2 separate regions of the Mus musculus genome follow, and region 1 is linked to region 2. Evidence: chromatin contacts called from public HiChIP or PLAC-seq data. All regions are on one chromosome and are shown on one strand. The core of a region is the stretch at or near the end of the contact, and the rest is flanking DNA. Distances in the headings are between cores, read along the strand shown.

Evidence for each region. HiChIP or PLAC-seq counts read pairs in DNA pulled down with a chosen protein or histone mark.
Region 1: a contact with region 2 is called in an H3K4me3 HiChIP or PLAC-seq map of bone marrow-derived macrophages, with 2.5 times the contacts expected there. The contact joins the enhancer-like site here to the promoter of Lrrn4cl in region 2. A contact is called at or near these places in 14 of 39 promoter capture datasets (the 3T3-L1 cell line, the C10 cell line, the SN4741 cell line and 9 more), 3 of 15 datasets of contacts at CTCF or cohesin (the NIH/3T3 cell line, embryonic stem cells and large pre-B cells), 7 of 484 Hi-C or Micro-C datasets (the G1E-ER4 cell line, the N1E-115 cell line, embryonic stem cells and 1 more), 17 of 115 datasets of contacts at active chromatin or transcription factors (the NIH/3T3 cell line, T-cell acute lymphoblastic leukemia, bone marrow-derived dendritic cells and 7 more) and 4 of 9 other capture datasets (adipose tissue, liver, macrophages and 1 more).

Annotation. Positions count from the first base shown.
Region 1 is chr19:8,996,382-8,999,771 of GRCm38.p6, forward strand. Ahnak (AHNAK nucleoprotein (desmoyokin)) reads left to right here. Exons shown (of 5, transcript NM_009643.2): 2 at 3,281-3,390. Among named protein-coding and RNA genes, the nearest start is that of Ahnak, 8.8 kb to the left of the region's middle. Within about 2 kb of position 1,335, at least 163 of the 459 cell types and tissues checked have an H3K27ac peak or open chromatin away from gene starts, as enhancers often do. A contact at or near this core is called in the G1E-ER4 cell line, the N1E-115 cell line, the NIH/3T3 cell line and 8 more, where this site is marked.
Region 2 is chr19:8,849,356-8,853,109 of GRCm38.p6, forward strand. It overlaps Lrrn4cl (LRRN4 C-terminal like), which reads left to right and starts at 1,413. Exons shown (of 2, transcript NM_001013019.3): 1 at 1,413-1,757; 2 at 2,300-3,754. The coding sequence starts at 2,305. The coding sequence ends at 3,024.

The DNA of each region.
Region 1 (3,390 bases), core at 85-2,584, 150 kb after region 2:
GTTCTCAGCTACAAAGCTGAGGTCAGCTTGGACAATATGAGTCCCTGTCTCAAAAAGCTAAAGACCAAAACAAAAGACCCCACAGGGCTAGAGAGATGGCTTGGTGGTTAAGAGTGAGTACTATTCTTTTAGAGGACCCAAGTTTGGGACCCATGTTGAGCCTCTAACAACCACCTCTAATTCCAGCGCCAAGGGAACTCAACATTCCTGGCCTCAGGGGAACTTGCAGTCACGTACACATATGCACATATATACAAACACACACAGTTAAAATGAGTTTACATGGTAATTTATGTATATACGTGTAAGCCTGTGAGTGTGCGCCACATATGTAGAGGGATACATGGAAGCTAGAGGGCGTGGGATTCCCTGGAGCTGGAGTTGTAGGTGGTTGTGAGTCAACTGACTTGGCTGCTGGGCGCTGAACTCAGGTTCTGGGGAAGAGCAGCAAGCATTCTTTACCACTGAGTTATTTCTCATCTTCTTTTCCCCATGTAGTGTGTGTGTGTAACCATGGTAATTTAATTACTTGCCTAAAATGATTTTAGTTTTGGCTTTTGGAGACAGGCGCTCATGTAGCCCAGGCTGGCACTGAACTTGTGCTGTAGTTCAGGCCACCCTTAAACTCTTGATCTCCTGGCTTTCCCTCTTGAGTGATGAGATTATAGGTGTGTACTACCATGCTAGGCTAATCCATTTAAATTTAAACAGCTACATGTGGCTACCATGGTAGCAGCTCACATTTGACTCTTTTCAAGCCCCAAAGGCTTGTGATGAGTGACTGAATTGTGAAGAATTCTCCCAACCTTCAAAGATCTTTTTGATTTACCTGGAGGCCCGACTTAACCTTTATGGGAGGAGAGGGAGGAACATCTGGGCTGGCTACAGGCTCCATTAGTGGAGGACAGACCAAGAGCTGCTGCCCAGATGCAGAAAACAAAGTTTGTTGCCACCATGGCCTCCCATCTCTCGTATGCGTCACCATGGCTTTCAGGACCATGCATGTTGAGAAGGGAGTCCTTCTTGGCCAGTGGCACAGTAGACAGGTGCTTGGCAGACCCACTTGGGTAGGGCCAACCTGTGGCATGAGTCCGGTGGTTCCTTTTTGCTGTGGTTGAGAGCTTTTCAACCTCTTTCAACTTCGCTCATTAACCTACTGAGTGACACATACAGCAAGTCCAGGTTGGTCCTCAGTGCTTTCGGCATCTAAGGACCCTTGTTCCAGGGCTCAATCGGGAGAAGGAAAACTGTGGGAAGTGTACTTGGGTGCCTGGCCTAGGAGGTATTGCATTGACTAGGCTCTAGGCGTGACCCTATGCATGTCTGGAGCTGTTGCTGCAGACTGCAGTGACTCACTGTGGAAGGAGGCAGGGTGGGGCCACCATGTGGGTGAGAGTGAGCTGGCTCTCTTTCTCCTCTGCTGGCTCAGCACCAGGATGTTTGGCAGAGCAAGGGGCCCTGCACAAGGAGGAAGGCGGGGACTAGGAAACTTGAAGGGTGGGTGGCTTCAGTTCTTAGGTGTTTGAGCTTGAGACTTTTACTTTCCTGTTTCTGCTGGGATTCTGACTTCTAGTCTGGCTTCTCAGTGTTGGTCCAGGGTAGGGCAGACAAGCCAGTGCCAGTTTCAAGTTGCAAAGAGTCAGTGTGGCTTTACTCTTAAAGTAGCCTCTTTTGCCTGCTGGGAAGGGAGGGGGTGTTTCCCTAGCTCAAACCTGCACCAGCAGGCTTCTCTCTTGTTTTCTCTTACTCTCTAGCCAGCACCTGTGTTGTTAAGTAGGCCCATGATAAACACTGTGTTTATGAGTTTGTCAAGTTTGAGAACAGGTGTGGTGATCTAGGTTGTTGGATGTTTGTTTGTTTGTTTGTTTTGGTTTTGGTTTGTGTGTGTTTATCTTTTGTTGGTTTCTGCCTGAGACTGGACCTGCTGAGTGCCATGGGTTTCTAAAGGCTACTGTTCCATCCTGGAGGTTCGCTCCAGCACCTTGGAAGCCTCATTTATATTTCATTCCCCGAGATGCCTCTTAAGACTTCTGGAACATTGTGGAGCCCAGTTAGCCACACCCAGAGTCCCTTGTTTATCATTTGTATGGAGATGGGACTCAAGTGTTTTAAATTTCCATATCTGGCATAGGGAGTGCGTTTAATAAAGGTCTAGAGGATGCATGAGTGTTGGGAGGTAACGACCTCATGCAGTGTACAATTAAGTGCTGGGCTGGGCTGATTTCCTTTGCAGCATCTAGTATAGACTCGGACATGCAGGAGGTGATCGGGATACATGTATTTATGATTGGTTGACTAATTTCTGGATGTAAACAGTTTCAGGGTGGGGCTTTGGGCGAGGCTCACCACAATTTATAGAGTCCTTCACACAATTTCACAGGTATGCTTTTAGACGACTGCCAGTGGTATTTTGTGTGGGTGGCTGTAGCTCATTGCCATATTCACCATTCTGCTGGGTGCTTTCCCAGGGCACCTCTGCAGCCGATAGCTCATCCTATGGCAAGGAGGAACACCTTCACCTATAGTGTCTATCTTAGGGTCCACTGTGGGCATCCATATTGCCTTGACTAACTAGGGGCCCAAGCAAGGCTTTTGGCTTTGGGAACCTAGTGGGGATGGGATTGTCTTTGTCTAGGCCACTACCAGGAGCATGGCTATGGAACTTCCAGCGGGTAAGGGGTCCTTTTGGTCCTGGGGGCCTGGCTACAGATAGTAAGCTGAGTCACTGTCACTGGGGTGGATGCCACCATCCATGCTTAGAGAACAGTCTCACATGAGTGAAGAGGTATAGACTGAAGTTGGCATAGCGGAAAGACCCGTAGAAATATATGTGTCATCACCCTCTTTATGTGCACTCCAGGCAAATGGGCTTTTCAGAGTCTCAGCCTCTGCTTGTGACTGTAGGACCAGTTATTCTAGAGACTGATGAACATGAGCGTTTTGTGGAGCCTTCGTGGAGCTGCTGCTGTCTTATATTTCATCAGTCTGCATGGAACTCTTACTATTTCCATGTTCACAGACAAAGAAACATAGGTTCAGAGAGGTTAAGTGTCCTTGGCAGGAGTCCGATAGCTGGGAGGACGCAGATGTTAGAAACCTATTCCACTTTCCTTTAACCTCATTTTCTGTAGCAATGGGCTTCAGAGTCATGTAGTTACTAAGTGTAGTGGGGACCAGAGTTTTGGCCTGCCCTGGGGTTCAGTATTCATCTGTCATTTGGGTGGTAGCTCACTGAGTTTTGAGAGGATGGGGGTGAATATCATGGTGAAATTTTTCCTAGGTTGTGTGACCAAGATTCGCAAAGAAAGAGAGAGAGAGACCGATACAGAAAGAGAAGAAGGAGGGGCGGGCTCCTGGCAAGGCGTTTGCTCCTGAGCAGAGTCCTGCAAA
Region 2 (3,754 bases), core at 163-2,662:
CCAAAAAGCAAGTTGGGGAGAAAAGGGTTTATTTGGCTTACACTTCCATATTGCTGTTCATCAAAGGAAATTAGGTCAGCAACCTGGGGGCAGGAGCTGATGCAGAGCCCATGGAGGGGTGCTGTTCCACTTAGCTTGCTCAGCCTGCTTTCTTATAGAACCAAAGATGACCAGCCCAGGGATGCCCCCATCCATGATGGGCTGGGCCCTCCACCACCAATCTCTAGTTAAGAAAATACCTTACAGCCAGATGTTGTGGAGCTTGTCTCAAGATTTCTCCCTTTTAGATGACTAGTTTGTGTGTCAACTTGACATAAGACCAGCCCACACAGCCACCATCTAGTGCTAAGATTTGAAATTGGAAGACTGGCCAATACTCTTTTTTTTTTTTTTTTTAAATATATAAGCCCACGGGGCCATTTTTTTTAAATTTTATTATTATATGTAAGTACACTGTAGCTGTCTTCAGACACACCAGAAGAGGGAGTCAGATCTTGTTACGGATGGCTGTGAGCCACCATGTGGTTGCTGGGATTCGAACTCTGGACCTTCGGAAGAGCAGTCGGGTGCTCTTACCCACTGAGCCATCTCACCAGCCCCCTGGCCAATACTCTTAACTACTAAGCCATCTCTCTAGCCCTGTACTGCTTTTGTTTTGTTTTGTTTTGTTTTGAAGATAGGGTTTCTCTGTGTAGCCTTGGCTGTCCTGAAACTCACTTTGTAGACCAGGCTGGCCTCGAACTCAGAAATCCGCCTGCCTCTGCCTCCCGAGTACTGGGATTAAAGGCATGAGCCATCACGCCAGGCTGTTTTCTTCCTTTTTTATTATTAAGTTTTAAACATTCTTAGAGGCTGGCCTCAAACCTTTAGCAACTCTTCTGCCACAGATCCCAAGTACTGAATTACAAGCGTTATGGCTTTGGCTTATTTTCTGAGGTAGGGTCTCACTATGTTACGCAGGCTGTTTCCTAGTGATCGTCCTCAGCCTCCCTAGTGCTAAGAAATTCAGGCATGCACCACCACACTCAATGTAGCTCTTTCCGTCCATAACCTGGGGAAGAAACCCTGTCCTGGCCAGTAAGAGGCATCCTGCTCTAGCATGTGATTCTCATCTCCCTCAGGGGAGGGGGTCAGAGGAGGGCGTGCCCGGAGAGCATCACTCTGGACTTTACACCCCTCCCTTTTCTGTCCATTGGGAGGCAGAAGACAGGAAATGACTGCCATGAACGCGGAAGGATTTTTACCAAAACAGCTTTTTGTAATTTAGGCCCCAAGCCATCCACAGATGTTTTCCTGTCTGATACCAGCCAGGTGCCCTCCCTCCCTCCCTCCTCCGATAATACTCCTCTCCCCATCCTTTCACATGACTGCAGCCTTTGGATTCTCAGTTCCTGGCTGCTTTCCACATTTCATTCCTCTGTCAGAACCCAGGCATCCTGGCCTCCAGCTGAAACCGCTGCATGTGGCTTCCCCTCTCCCTGGCCCCGTGACTCAGTCCCTCTGAGGGAACCAGCCCTCTTCTTGGCACACAGGGGCTAGGTGATGACATCAGAGTTGAGGAGTATAAAAGTTCTCAACCAAAATAGAATTGAAGATACAACCTGACAGTGGCCTCTCCGCCTGATAGCCACGGATATCTGGGGGCAAACCCTCACTGTGACGAGGCCTACCCACTGGTGAGGGGCTACTGTGGGTCCCGGGAAGAGGGTGCACAGAGAGAAGTCTGAATTGCCTGAGCGGGATTTGTACAAATGCAGGTAGGGAGGGAGGACTCCAGTGCCCACCGCCGCCCTTTCTTCCTTCATCTCCTGCCTTCTCTCTGGATTTTTGTAAATCTTACTAAGCATTGCTCTAGATTGGTTATTTCTCAGGATGGCTGTGGACTCAGTCCACCTTTCTTCCCCAAACTGAATAAATCCTTTCCTCTACCTCTTTCCCCAGCACTTTTGTTTATCCATTAGATGCCTGCTTCTAGCACTTTGCACGGTGCTTCCCAAACATCTCTCTCTCCTGTGGGGCCGTATTTCATTATTTTTATCCCAAACAAAGCAGTCATTTGTGATGTTAATAATTCTAATGATTTGGAGGTGTAGACAGAGTTGAAGGGCAGCCTTAGACCAGCCAAAAATCCAGAACACTGGCTTCTGAAAAGCCAGTTGACAATGACTGTATGTCTCAGCCCACCTCTTTCGGTCTTGATTCTATGTTGTACTTTTCACATAGTGTACTTTTCACATACTTCACATAGCCCTGGAAGACAGGGCTGACAGCATTTACCCATTCACTCTTTCTCTTCCAGACTCCATGTTGGGCTCTCTTTCCCTTCTGTGGCTGGCAGCCATGACCACCTCCTTGGTTTCCCAACCTCAGATCTTGACCCTGGAAGACTACCAGGAAGGGGAAGAGGATGATGTGACAGTAGCTACACCTTCCTTAGCTGTCCGTTGCGACTATGACCGTTGCCGCCACCTGCAGGTGTCCTGCCAGGAGCTGCAGAAGGTTGGGCCAGTAGCCTGCCTGTGCCCAGGGCTCTCCAGGGAAGATCAACAGCCAGAGCCTCCTCGCCTGGGAGAAGTGCAAATAATGGCTGAAGAAGGCTACGCAGTGGTTCACTGGTGTGCTCCCTTCTCTCCAGTCAGCCACTACTGGCTTCTGCTTTGGGAAAGCAACGGGGCTCCACAGAAGAGTGCCCCTCTCAATGCTACAGTTCGAAGAGCAGAGCTGAAGGGACTAAAGCCTGGGGTTGCTTATGTCCTTTGCGTGGTGGCTGCTAATGACGCAGGTGAGAGCAATGTTCCTGGGGCAGAAGTCGAGGGTCCTGAGAACTGGACTGGCCCTTCCTTTGGGCCCTGTCGCAAGTTTATCATGCCGCCTAAGCCTGTTACCCTGGTCTATGCAGCCGTGGGAGTGGGCACAGCCTTAGCTCTGCTGAGCTGTGCAGCCCTGGTTTGGCATTTCTGCCTTCGTGAGCGATGGGGTTGCCCCCGACGTCAAGGTATGGCCCAAGCGTCAGAAGCTCTCTGACAGGAGTCCCCTCGACTACAAACAACTCATCTGGAGAGCCCAACCCACTCCCAGGAGGAGTGTGGGGCTTGTTGCCACCTGGCAACCAGAGGCACAGCCAAGCCAGAGCGGAAGCCCAGGCAATTAGCCTCAGCACTGAGGGCTTGGTTAGTCCCTAACTGGTCACTATGTTCCTTCCCTGTTGGGGGTTAGAAAAAGTAGCAATTATTCCTTGGAGGTCTGATGAAAATGATTTAAGCTTTATGGGTTTGAAGGGGTAAAATTACAGACATTATACATGAACTTATATATAGCCAGTTAAAATGGAGCTATTTAAAGGCCTGGCATGGTGGTTTACAATTTTAGTCTCCAGCACCCTGGAAGCAGAGGCAGGCGGATCTGAGTTTCCAAAGCAGCCTGATCTACATAGAAAGATTCCAGGCCAACCCAGATAATATAGTGAGACCCTGTCTCAAAAAGAGTAAAACAGAAGCAAAACAAACAAAAGGTGGGGCGGGATAGAGAGATTGTTCAGCAGTTAAGAATACTGGCTATTTTTCCAGAGGACAGAATTTTATTCCTAGCATCCACATGGCAGCTCACAACCATCTGTAATTCCATTTCCAGGAGATCCAGTGTCTAATTCTGACCTCTGCCAGCATCAGGCACATACATACGCACACATACATACATACATACATACATACACACACACACACACACACACACACACACAGAGAGAGACAAAACA